Regions from separate parts of the Hordeum vulgare genome. Here region 1 is linked to region 2. The links are chromatin contacts, called in public Hi-C maps. All regions are on one chromosome and are shown on one strand. The core of a region is the stretch at or near the end of the contact, and the rest is flanking DNA. Distances in the headings are between cores, read along the strand shown.

Region 1 (5,235 bases), core at 572-3,071, 240 kb before region 2:
CCAAACAGATCCGATCATTTCTCGAGACAAAAGAAAGAAACTCTTCCCAGCATGTAAACACTTAATATGAACATCCAGCAAGCCGTGTACCAATCACGATCCAGAGAATCAAACTAATGAATTACAGAATACACAGTATGTTATAGGAAGCAAGTGATAAAAATTTCAAGGAATGGCGTCAGTCTAGGGGACACGTCGGTGGTATGGGATTGTATAAACAGGAACATATTTGTAACAAATTTTTGAACTAAATTCTACTCCCTCCGTCCCATAATATAATAGCTCATTATGGGACAGAGGGAGGAGCTATCATCCAGTTTAGTCATTGTAAAACTGGGACCCATCAGGGCGGACAAAATGACCAGGAACAGGGTACGATTAGCACCAGGGTGGACAAAGCATCTTCTTCCCATTTTTCTCACAGAACAGGACAGCGGCCAGAATGGAATGGAATTAATATGCGAGATTAGAAGTTGCTCAAAAAAAACTAATCTGGATTGCTCACGCTAAATAAAAGGCAAAAAGGATGGCCAGATTGTTCAAGCAAGCTAGGTTCCTCACCAACAAACTAGAGGGGGGGATCTGGATGGTGCACACCCAGAATTTGTGCAGGTTAGTTTGCGATTAAAATTATTACTGGATGAGATGACTAATTTGTCATACCTCCAAAATCTGGTCTAAGATTGCGGACAGAGTGGAGACAGCAGGGGGGAAATGAGCAACAGATGGAAGAAGGAAGAAGCCTGAAACATTTGATTCAAAGTACATCATTTTTATCATGCTAGGCGAGTAATTGCGCCATGAACAAGATATTGTGCAGTTTTATGTCTAATTTCATCTCAACTTGTGTCCTCCAACAACTTCAACTCGATTGCACTGCTGGCACTGAAATACTAGGGCCAGGAACACGGCAGAACTAGCGCCAGAATCAGACATAATATCTTCTTACCTCAAGTAACAGGGCAGCAGACAGAAGCCCAGAACAGGATGGAATTCATAAGCGAGATCTAAAGTGAGATGAGAGGACGTTGAATCCCTAAAATTGACTCTGCCAACCTAGGGCAGGGGGGCAAACGCGCCAAAAGCCATTTCTTTTGGCGTTCACAAAACCCACCCACCGATATAAAATCCATCAACCTAGCGCGCGGTCACAGACCAAGCAAGAACCGTAAGCGGGGCGGACCTAATTGAACCCACAATTACGCGAGATTTAGAAATTGCTGAAAAAACCCTAAAATGACCAGGAACATGGTGGAATTAGCGGCGGCATCGTCTTTCCATTTTTCTCACGGAACAGGACAGCGGCCAGAGCGGAATGGATTCCATATGCGCGGGATTAGAAGCTGCTGGTCAAAAAAAGAAACTAATACGGATTCCTCACGGTAAACGAAAGGCGAAAAACACGGCCCCATTGCTCGAGCAAGCTAGGGTTCCTCGGCAACGAACTACTTGCAGGGGCGGATCTGGACGGTGCGCAGCGCGCCAGAATTTGTGATGGTTAAATCATCACTGGATGAAATGGCCGAAATGTTCATGCCTCCGCAACCGATGTCTAGGATTGAGGAACGGGGCGGAGACGGCGGGGCGGGAAATGAGGCGGAAAGGGAAGAGCGACGCGCGCGGGGTTTGGCCGGGTGATTGACGAGGCGTCGGCGGTGGCGCTCGGGTCAGCTTGCAGGGATAGGGGTGGGGATGTTGGAGGAGGAGGAGACGCACCTGCAGATCGGCCGGTGCCGGCCGCTCTCGGAACGCCGCCGCCGAATTGCCTGCGGCCTGCGGGCGCCGCAAGAGAGAGGGAGGGAGGGAGGGCGAGACGAGAGCGCAGCTGTGCGCGACAGTGTTTGGGCCTTTTTGAGGGGATGAGCGAGCGAGCGAGGAAAAACGCTTCGGGAGGGTGAGGTGAGGTGAGGTCAGGGTCAGCCGCCCACACCGAGCGGCTGCTTTGCCCTAGTCCCCTCGATTCGGTCACGTCCATTCTCATTTTTATTTTAAAAACTAGTTGAATATCCATGCGTTGTCATGGGACAATATAAAGATGCTAGATATTAATGAAATGATAAAAAAATAAACACAGATGCCAAGCAATGCATGCCTCTGGTTTATAAATGTGTCATGTCAAATATTGATATTATTTTCCGGTTTTATCTTTCCACAACAACCAAGCACCACCCACTCTTCCTCTCCATGGAACATTTTCTTCTTTTGCCCTCATCTAGTGAGACAGGTTAGGGTCTTTCTACTACCCATCCCAAGCCACATAACGTACCATGACAAAAAAGAGTAAAAATAAGGTATCTATTGTACTAAATAACATTAAAAACCTGCGAACAAAGCCATTAATAAGTGGTGAAAGCCAAGCAAACATTAAGATCCATAATTTGGTCAAACTTGATAGATGAAATCTACTCTCTCTATTCACAAATATAAGATGTCATAACTTGATAGACCAAATCTACTCATTTCAATCCTTATGTAGGCCGCATTGAAATATTTAAAATATCTTATATATGTGAACAAAGGGAGTATGTTATAACTTGTACAGTATCTTGAGCTACCGCACCGACAACCCACCCCTCGTTGCATGAGAGACATATCTTCCTCTCACGTCAAATGTGTCCCATTCAAACTCCAATGCTTAGTGTACGTATCTTTTGATGATGAGACACAAAATCTGAGACACATCAAAACACCAAATGTAGAGATGACAGAAACAGAATAAGTGAAAAATCCTACAACCACGATAAAATATATTTCAATAAAGAAGTAACTTTTACTTTGTCGAAATAATGGTAATGTTTGTTAGGTTGCCTCAAAACCTCAAAAGCTAGACCACCATTACTTTTTTTAGGTAGTCAAGACACATAATTTTAAAATCAAGTGGTACCTATTAAGTGATGTAAAGTGTTGCAATTGTAACCATTTGGTTGAATCTTTTTTTAGGTAGCCAGGCACATAATAATAAAAAGATGAAGTTCTGTTGAATTTCAATGTCCATGGAACAAACATTGCATTTCTCTTAGTCCAGGGAACAAACATTGCAATTTTAGGTAGGCAGACACATAACCTATTTTAAGGGAACAAACATTGCATTTCTCTTTGTCCAGAATTTAATTATTTGACTCCATTTATCCAGCCCTTACCACATGAAGGGAAAGTAATGCATACAGAAAAGCTAGTAAGTTTAAAAGTAATTTTATGAAAATATCATACCAATGAAAACATATTGTAACGTCGGTATTCATCTTGTACTATTGCTATCTCAAACAAATAGATTTTTTTTGCAAGAATTTGCTCATATAGCCCCATGTATGAGCTAACACTAAAGTAGGATGCATAATTATATGACATGATGCATTATCACATTAGCTTCACAAACCTAAAGGTCACTAAGATAATGCCCATTGCGACTTCCACCAAATATGTACAATGTCTTGCGGTACAGTTGTTCCATGCTGCAGTAGCCAAAGTTCACATCAATGGTACAAAACTAAATATTGTAACAAAAAGGAAAAATAGGGTAACGGCCCTACAAGTTACATATAGCAGAGGCAAGAAAAAGATATGGTGCACCTCATAATGGGGTTTAGGTTGTTGCCCACAAATAGATAATGCATGTCATCCATCGCTAGCACTGACAGTACTAAGACCTTACAGAGTAACATCTTTGTCTTGTGTCCCCATTGAAACTTTCAGAAACGATTTCAACAAACTTGATAATAGCCCTAGGAATAAACACCGATGGGCTAATGCAGGCCCGCAGGGCCTGGACACATCCCATTTTTTGGGCTATCATCTCTCTCGTCTTCTCTGCATAGCTTCACAAGCACCAGTGGCACCATCTATTTGTTTGTCCATTCTATTTCCTCTCCTCTAATGTGTGCATCCGAAAATAATCTGATGATTGGTCACTGGACCATTCCAAGATGTCGCGTTCTCGTCCATGTAGGTTGGTCCAAAAAACTGGATATAGATTCTGGTAATAAGCTTGCAATGCACCAGTTTTTTGCTTCAGGGTACCTAAGGTATGAATTCTGATATGCAGGGACGGGCAGATATCCTCTTTCACTCGCATTTAAAAAAAAGAAAGTCGGGCCGACTCCAAATGTCAAACTGATAGTTGTGCTTAAGATTTAGGGAGCGGTTACCAAGATTGGTGATAATTTTCTGTTGACACTCCAGCCTGAGGTAAGTCCAATGAAGGGTCAATGCTTCAAGTCCGTTCAAATGCCTTGTATCGTCAATTACTTATCACCTGATTGTCTATAAATTTAAAGATCAAACTATTAGTTACCTTCGAGTTAGTGAAAAAACAAGCAGAAAACCAACTACGACACTAATAGTAATATCTTTCCAAGGTACGCCTTAGCTTCAAAGAGAGACATATCCATATGCAGTGCCATGATAAGTGAATGCTACTTTAAAGCCAGATTACTTGACAGTAACACAATGTAACCAAGAAATATTTATTAACTTGTTCCATGAAGCATTTGTTGTCAAATTGTGCAGCTACAATAGTTGAAAAGGAACTAAAACACGACTATCAATTGCTAAAACACGATAGTATATTGTCCGTTGGCATTAAGTTGAGCATATAACAAATTAGGAAAAGGAGGAATAGTGTGGATTACAGAGAGAACCTCTGTGTGCCTGCCCGCCGACACTCACAACCAACCCTCTGGGGTGATGGGATAAGACGCGACCAACTGTTAATCGGTGTTCTCGCACCATACTGTCCTTACATGCCTCCCCACCTCATCAGTGAGTTCCTCATCATCTCAGAATAACCACCACCTGTTATAAACACCCACGCAGTGGTAGCATGCATTTTTTAACGTAGTTAGATCTTGGTCCTTTTAGATACCTATTGTACTGACCATGTGGGGTTTAAACCTGCAAAGATTGGTTTTTAAAATATAAATGAGGCATATCACGCACGAAAATATGCATGCATAATTTGTTGTTCTCATAATTAATCCCTCCACCCCAAAATAAGTGACTTAATTTTGTACTAAATTTGTACTAAAGTTAGTACAAAGTTGAGTCAATTATTTCGGGATAGGGGGAGTATGAAAGAGGCATATCTTCAGAAAAGAAGGGAGGCACTCTAAATAATAATAGTTGGTATAACATACTGTTCATGAACAAATACGGCAACACCAATAACTACCTTTTGAGATTGACCATGTTTCATGAAACTCGAAAGCGTTGCTTCACAATAAAAAGATCACCAACATT
Region 2 (5,186 bases), core at 1,658-4,157:
TTAATGTTGCTGCCATTCACCAGTTCTATGCCACATGCCACTTTGGTCAAAACCACACTGTCAGTTGGATCACCTCTGACGTTCGCTTCACAGCTTCTTATGATACATTTGTTGCCGCACTTGGTTTCCCCAATTCCGGTTTCAAAATACATAAGGATGATCCTAACCATGCGCCTAAGTCCATTGACGTGTGTGGGTATCTTCTCAAGCCACTAAGTGAGCTTGATGCGGATGAACGCATGAAGGACCTTAACCAGGTGTCCATCTGGCGGTCACCTTACTTCATCATTTTTCAGTGTCTCATCCGCACCATCTATCCCAAGATGGGTGATAAGGGTTCTTGAAGTGGCTATTGTATCGACATCATGTCTCACTTGTTCGAGCATCCCAAGGGCAAAATCAATGTGCCTCATTTTCTATGGCATGAGATTCGGCTTGCTAGCTTTCAGTACAAACGAGCCTTTCCTCACGCCCCCTTCATCCAGGCTCTTATTAACCATGTTGCTGATTTCTCTGTGGCTATCACTCACACACATCGCAAGTGGGTCATTCCCGCTCACATAACGGATGACTATGCTCCCAAGAAAACCCCATCATCCTCCACATCCACTCGCCGCACTGCTGCACGGGCCGCCACCCCCTCATCTAGCTCCGCTCCTCTCGATCGCATTGCCAAATTCCTTGGCAAGGCACATTCTGCTTTGATGAAGGCCTTCTCTTTCCAGTGTGGTCAAACCCATGATGTGGTTTCTCGCTTAGTCTCCTCCAAGAATGTCCTCAAGGCTCGTCTGAGAGCCTCGGGCGCTCTTGATGTGAGTGATGATGAGGCCCCTCCTGCTGCTCCTCCTACTGATTTTGGCTTCCCATCTGGTCCTGAGTGGTCTGATTTCTTTGACGAGGCTGGTGGCAGTGGCTTGCCTGATGATGCTGATGATGATGGTGATGAGCTCTGAGCGTGTTTGATGCTGTTGATGTCTTCCTTTTTGGTACTTGGTGCCAAAGGGGGAGTAATGTATCGTAGTCTTTAGTCTTTGGAGATTTAATGTAATGGATAAACTCATGTATGGCTACTTATGAATGATTGTGATTTGTTATGGATTGCTATGATATCATCATAGACTATTATGTTTTGCTCCACTACTTCTATGATGATCTATTATCTTTACATGTTGATCCATTGGAGCTTCGATTTTTGTTATCATGCATATACTAAGGGGGAGCTCCGTACTAAATATATCCTAGACTATAATGTATGTTAAATCCTTTTGAGACCTATGTATATGTTGTCATCAACTACCAAAAAGGGGGAGACTGAAAGTGCATGCTATGCCCCTAATCGTCTTTTGGTGTTAATGACAACACATACATAGGAAACTAATCCTATTTGTTGAGGGTATCTCAGGATGGCAAGTACTTTAGTAGATTGAGAATTATGTGCCAAAGGTTGTCTGAGAAGATTGAGGATTTATATTTCGAGAAGGCTCGGGATTAAGAAAAGATGATGTAGACTAGTCCTTTGAGTTTACTGATATTGAGTATAGGGATCCCGCACTATTAAGAGGAGATCACAGGTTTTTGTGATGAACTTGCCCATACCACATCTTTACTGTCATACCCAATCCCACATATTCTCCACTCTGTTCTTATATCAATACAGGTCTATTGCCTCGGACATCCGGCTCCCTCCGGACGTCCGGCTGGCTTCGGAAATCCGCAGCCCTTCACCAGAAGTTTGTGAGACATATAACTCGGAAATCCGGCTCCCTCCGGACATCCGAGAGCCGGAAGTCCGACCAGCCCCGGAAATCCGGAGCCCTGCACCAGTAGAAGTTGAGTTCTATAACTCGGATTTCCGGCTCCCTCCGGACGTCCGAGGGCCGGACGTCCGAACCCTTCGGAAATCCGAAACCTACCACCAGAAGAAGTTGAGTTCTATAACTCGGATTTCCGGCTCCCTCCGGACGTCCGAGGGCCGGACGTCCGTTCCTCTTCGGAAATCCGGAACCACCCACCAGTAGCAGTTGAGTCGAATAACCCGGAATTCCGATCCTCTCCGGACGTCCGGTCACTGTTCAATACACAATATTTTCAGTCATATCTATAGGCCTCGGACGACCGACCCCTGTCGGACGTCCGACCCCTCGCGGACGCCCGGACGTCCGGCAACTGTCGGACGTCCGGACCCTGTGTGACTTAAAGTGCCCCCAACGGCTGGATTTCACTCCCCACTATATATACTCTTCTCCCACCTCGGGAAAGGGTGTTCAACACAGCTAGAATACACCCAAGAACACCTTTCCTCTCACTCACTCTTGTCTACACCAAATCCTAGATCCCAAGAGAATTTGTGAGTTCCTTTGAGTGTTGTTCCAATCAAAAGATAGATCGTCTCCCTCTCCTCCTTCCCACCAAAGTGATTTGTGATTTGAGCAAGTTTTGAGCAATCCCTGTGATCTTGTTACTCTTGGAGGTTGGAGACTCCTAGGCGGTAGGAGTCTTCGGAGAGGAATCAATCCATTGTGATATCCCCCGGAAAGTTTGTGAAGGTTTGGAAGCCACCTCAAGGCTTACCACTAGTGGTTGAGAAACGCCTTCGTGGAGTTATCTCAAAGGGAGAATAGGGTGAGCCTTCGTGGCATTGGTGTGCCTTCGTGGTAACATCCGCCCCTCTAACGGTGACGTAGCTTCCCTCCAAGGAAGTGAACATCGGGATACATCCTTGTCTCTCTTGGAGTTTCGGTTATTCCTAACCCTAACTCTCTACTTGTGTTAATCCTTATTACGTACTTGTATTTGATTATTGTTTACCGCTTGTCTTACTTCACTCTAAATAGCTTACTCCATGTCATAGCAATTATTAGGCTTACACTAATATTCCGCACTTTTGCCTAAAATTGCTAAGTAATTATTAAAATTTGGATTTGTACCTATTCACCCCCCCCCCCCCTCTAGGTCCATCTTGATCCTTTTCAGCGCTGTCGATGAAGGTGGCGGCGGGGCCTTCGTTGCTCTGCCTCTTCTGCAGGGGGCTGCGTGCTCCGGGACGGCGGCCCTGTTCAGAGTGGCGTGATCGGCCCTAGGTAGGCGATGGCGCGGGCATCAGCCGACGACCTCGGCCATGTGGACGGCAAGCGAACCGAAGGACGTGAGCCTTGGTGCACCGGTAGCCTTCGTTGTTGGTGGCACCAGATCTGACTGTCCCTGCCTCCTATGTTGTCGGGCGAGCCCTGCCCCGGTCGGATCCGGTCTGCTCTGTCGTGGGGCGCCGGTTCTCGCGTCGTTGGGATGTGGGTAGTGGGGAAGTGAAGACCGCGAGAAATCCCAGCTGACCTCGTCGGTCACGGCGGTGGTGACGCCCGAGGGCGCCGCTCCCCTCCTTGGAGGCGTCGTTCTGGTCTGTTCCTCTACCCTCCCTCCTTGCCTCCCCGGAAAAATCTTCAACACAGTTTGGACGGCGGCGGCGCCTTCGACGTCGCGTCCTTCCTGAAGCGCCATTTTTGGGAGCTTGGTGGGCATGGGGATGCTCGGCAATGTGCTTTGTGTGCAGCGGCGGCGGTAGCTTATCTCCCACGATGATGGCGACTTCCTAAGTGACCCCTCACTTTTTAAGAGCTCTGCGGGCTGCTGTGAGGTGTCCTGCAAGGACTGTGGATTCTCCACGCACGAGGGGATCGGGTTCCCCTCCTATGGAGACCCTTCTCAGCGTCGCGCGAGTGCATTAGCCCCTCTTTCGGTGACTGCACTTTGGTACTCTTCGTCCTCCGAGAGATCTAGCTGTTGCTCGTCTTTGTCCGTTTCGGCATCTCTTCCTTTTCCGTGACCGGGCCGTGGGATTTGGCGATGCTCTGCTCTTGGTGATATGTACGTTGCTTGTTGGGTGTGCTACGTTTCTTTCCAGCTGCAGCCTGCCGGTGACTACCTCCCATGTTCTATGGAGAACTTCTTCTCTTGTCAACGGTGCGACGACTTTCAAGCCAAACGAGGAGGCAAGGGCCTTCTTTGACATTGGAGCTGGGCGGATGTGTCGTGTCGGGGCTTTCAGTGTTTAGACGACGGCGTGCTCTACCTTGTCATTGAACGTGTTGATCCAGAGCTGACATTCTCCTTCCTTGTTGTTCTGCTCGCGCTGAGGACCTCTTCATCTCCGAGCTATGCTTCTCCGTGTCTATCCTTTTTAGCTTGGTGTGTCTGAGGCTTGTGAACTGCTTACCAGCGCCTTCCTTCTCAAAAAAAAACACCAACCTCACGCACCTTAACCAGCTAACCTCCCACTCGCTTAATGCTATCTTAGGATTATTTATCAGATTTGTAATGATGATTATACTAAATTATACTATTTGGAGTGTACCTTTTATAAATATTTGAATGGTTTTATTGATGTTATATTGTCTAGGTCTGCCACTAATCATCTACCCGCCTGCAAACATCTACTAGTAGGGTAAGATATTTTAAGAACTGGGCTCAGTGTAGTGCATATTGCGGGTGTGGTATTGGATGATTTACAGAAATTATCCCCTCAACATTGCTTTAATTTGGATCTAACAGATTTCTGGTTTGCCGCCCGGTCTAAAAATCTACTGTACGTCCCAGTATAGATACAAAGAGAGGAGAATCGATCACGTTACCAGGGACTGCAAGAACGTATTCACAATACTCAGAGAATGATATCGGAGCAGCTCTAATACCACCGTTGGGATGGGGATATAATATTGGCCACCATAGAAGATTGTCAAGTTCAAACAGCTACTGGAGTAGATGCAAAGCTGCACTGGTCTGCGCCACACTGCTTCGTTGACTTGATCAAGTGCAGCAGCATACTCCGTACTGTATTTGTTAACTCTCACGTCCTGACGTAAGCTGTGACGCCGTTCCTGAGTGAGACCAGTTTTGAGCAATTTCCTTCAACATTCCCTTCAGACAGAGTCATAGGCAGCGCACGCGCGGCGCATTCAGTTCTGAGCCTATAAAATCCAGTGCAGCCCCTCCTGGATCGATCACAGAGTCGGAGAACGAGCTCGGCCATCTCCATAGCCAGCCAGCCAGTCGGCAAGCAGATAGCGCAATGCCGCCGCCGTCGCCCGTGCGCGTGGTGTCGTCGCGCACGGTGAAGCCGCCGGCTCGGCCGCGCGAGCGCATCCCGTTCGCCTCGTGGGACGTCTCCATGATAAACGCCAACTACATCCAGA

Evidence for each region. Hi-C and Micro-C count contacts between places; a contact is called where the count stands out from the background.
Region 1: a contact with region 2 is called in a Hi-C map of seedling, with 3 times the contacts expected there. The contact joins the promoter of LOC123443032 here to the promoter of LOC123443029 in region 2. A contact is called at or near these places in 2 of 6 Hi-C or Micro-C datasets (leaf and seedling).

The regions. Positions count from the first base shown.
Region 1 is chr3H:75,156,828-75,162,062 of MorexV3_pseudomolecules_assembly, reverse strand. LOC123443032 (cylicin-1) reads right to left here and starts at 1,821. Exons shown (of 12, transcript XM_045119256.1): 1 at 1,717-1,821.
Region 2 is chr3H:74,915,400-74,920,585 of MorexV3_pseudomolecules_assembly, reverse strand. It overlaps LOC123443029, which reads left to right and starts at 2,907. Exons shown (of 1, transcript XM_045119251.1): 1 at 2,907-5,186. The coding sequence starts at 5,063. All of the region lies in intron 2 of LOC123443030, which reads right to left.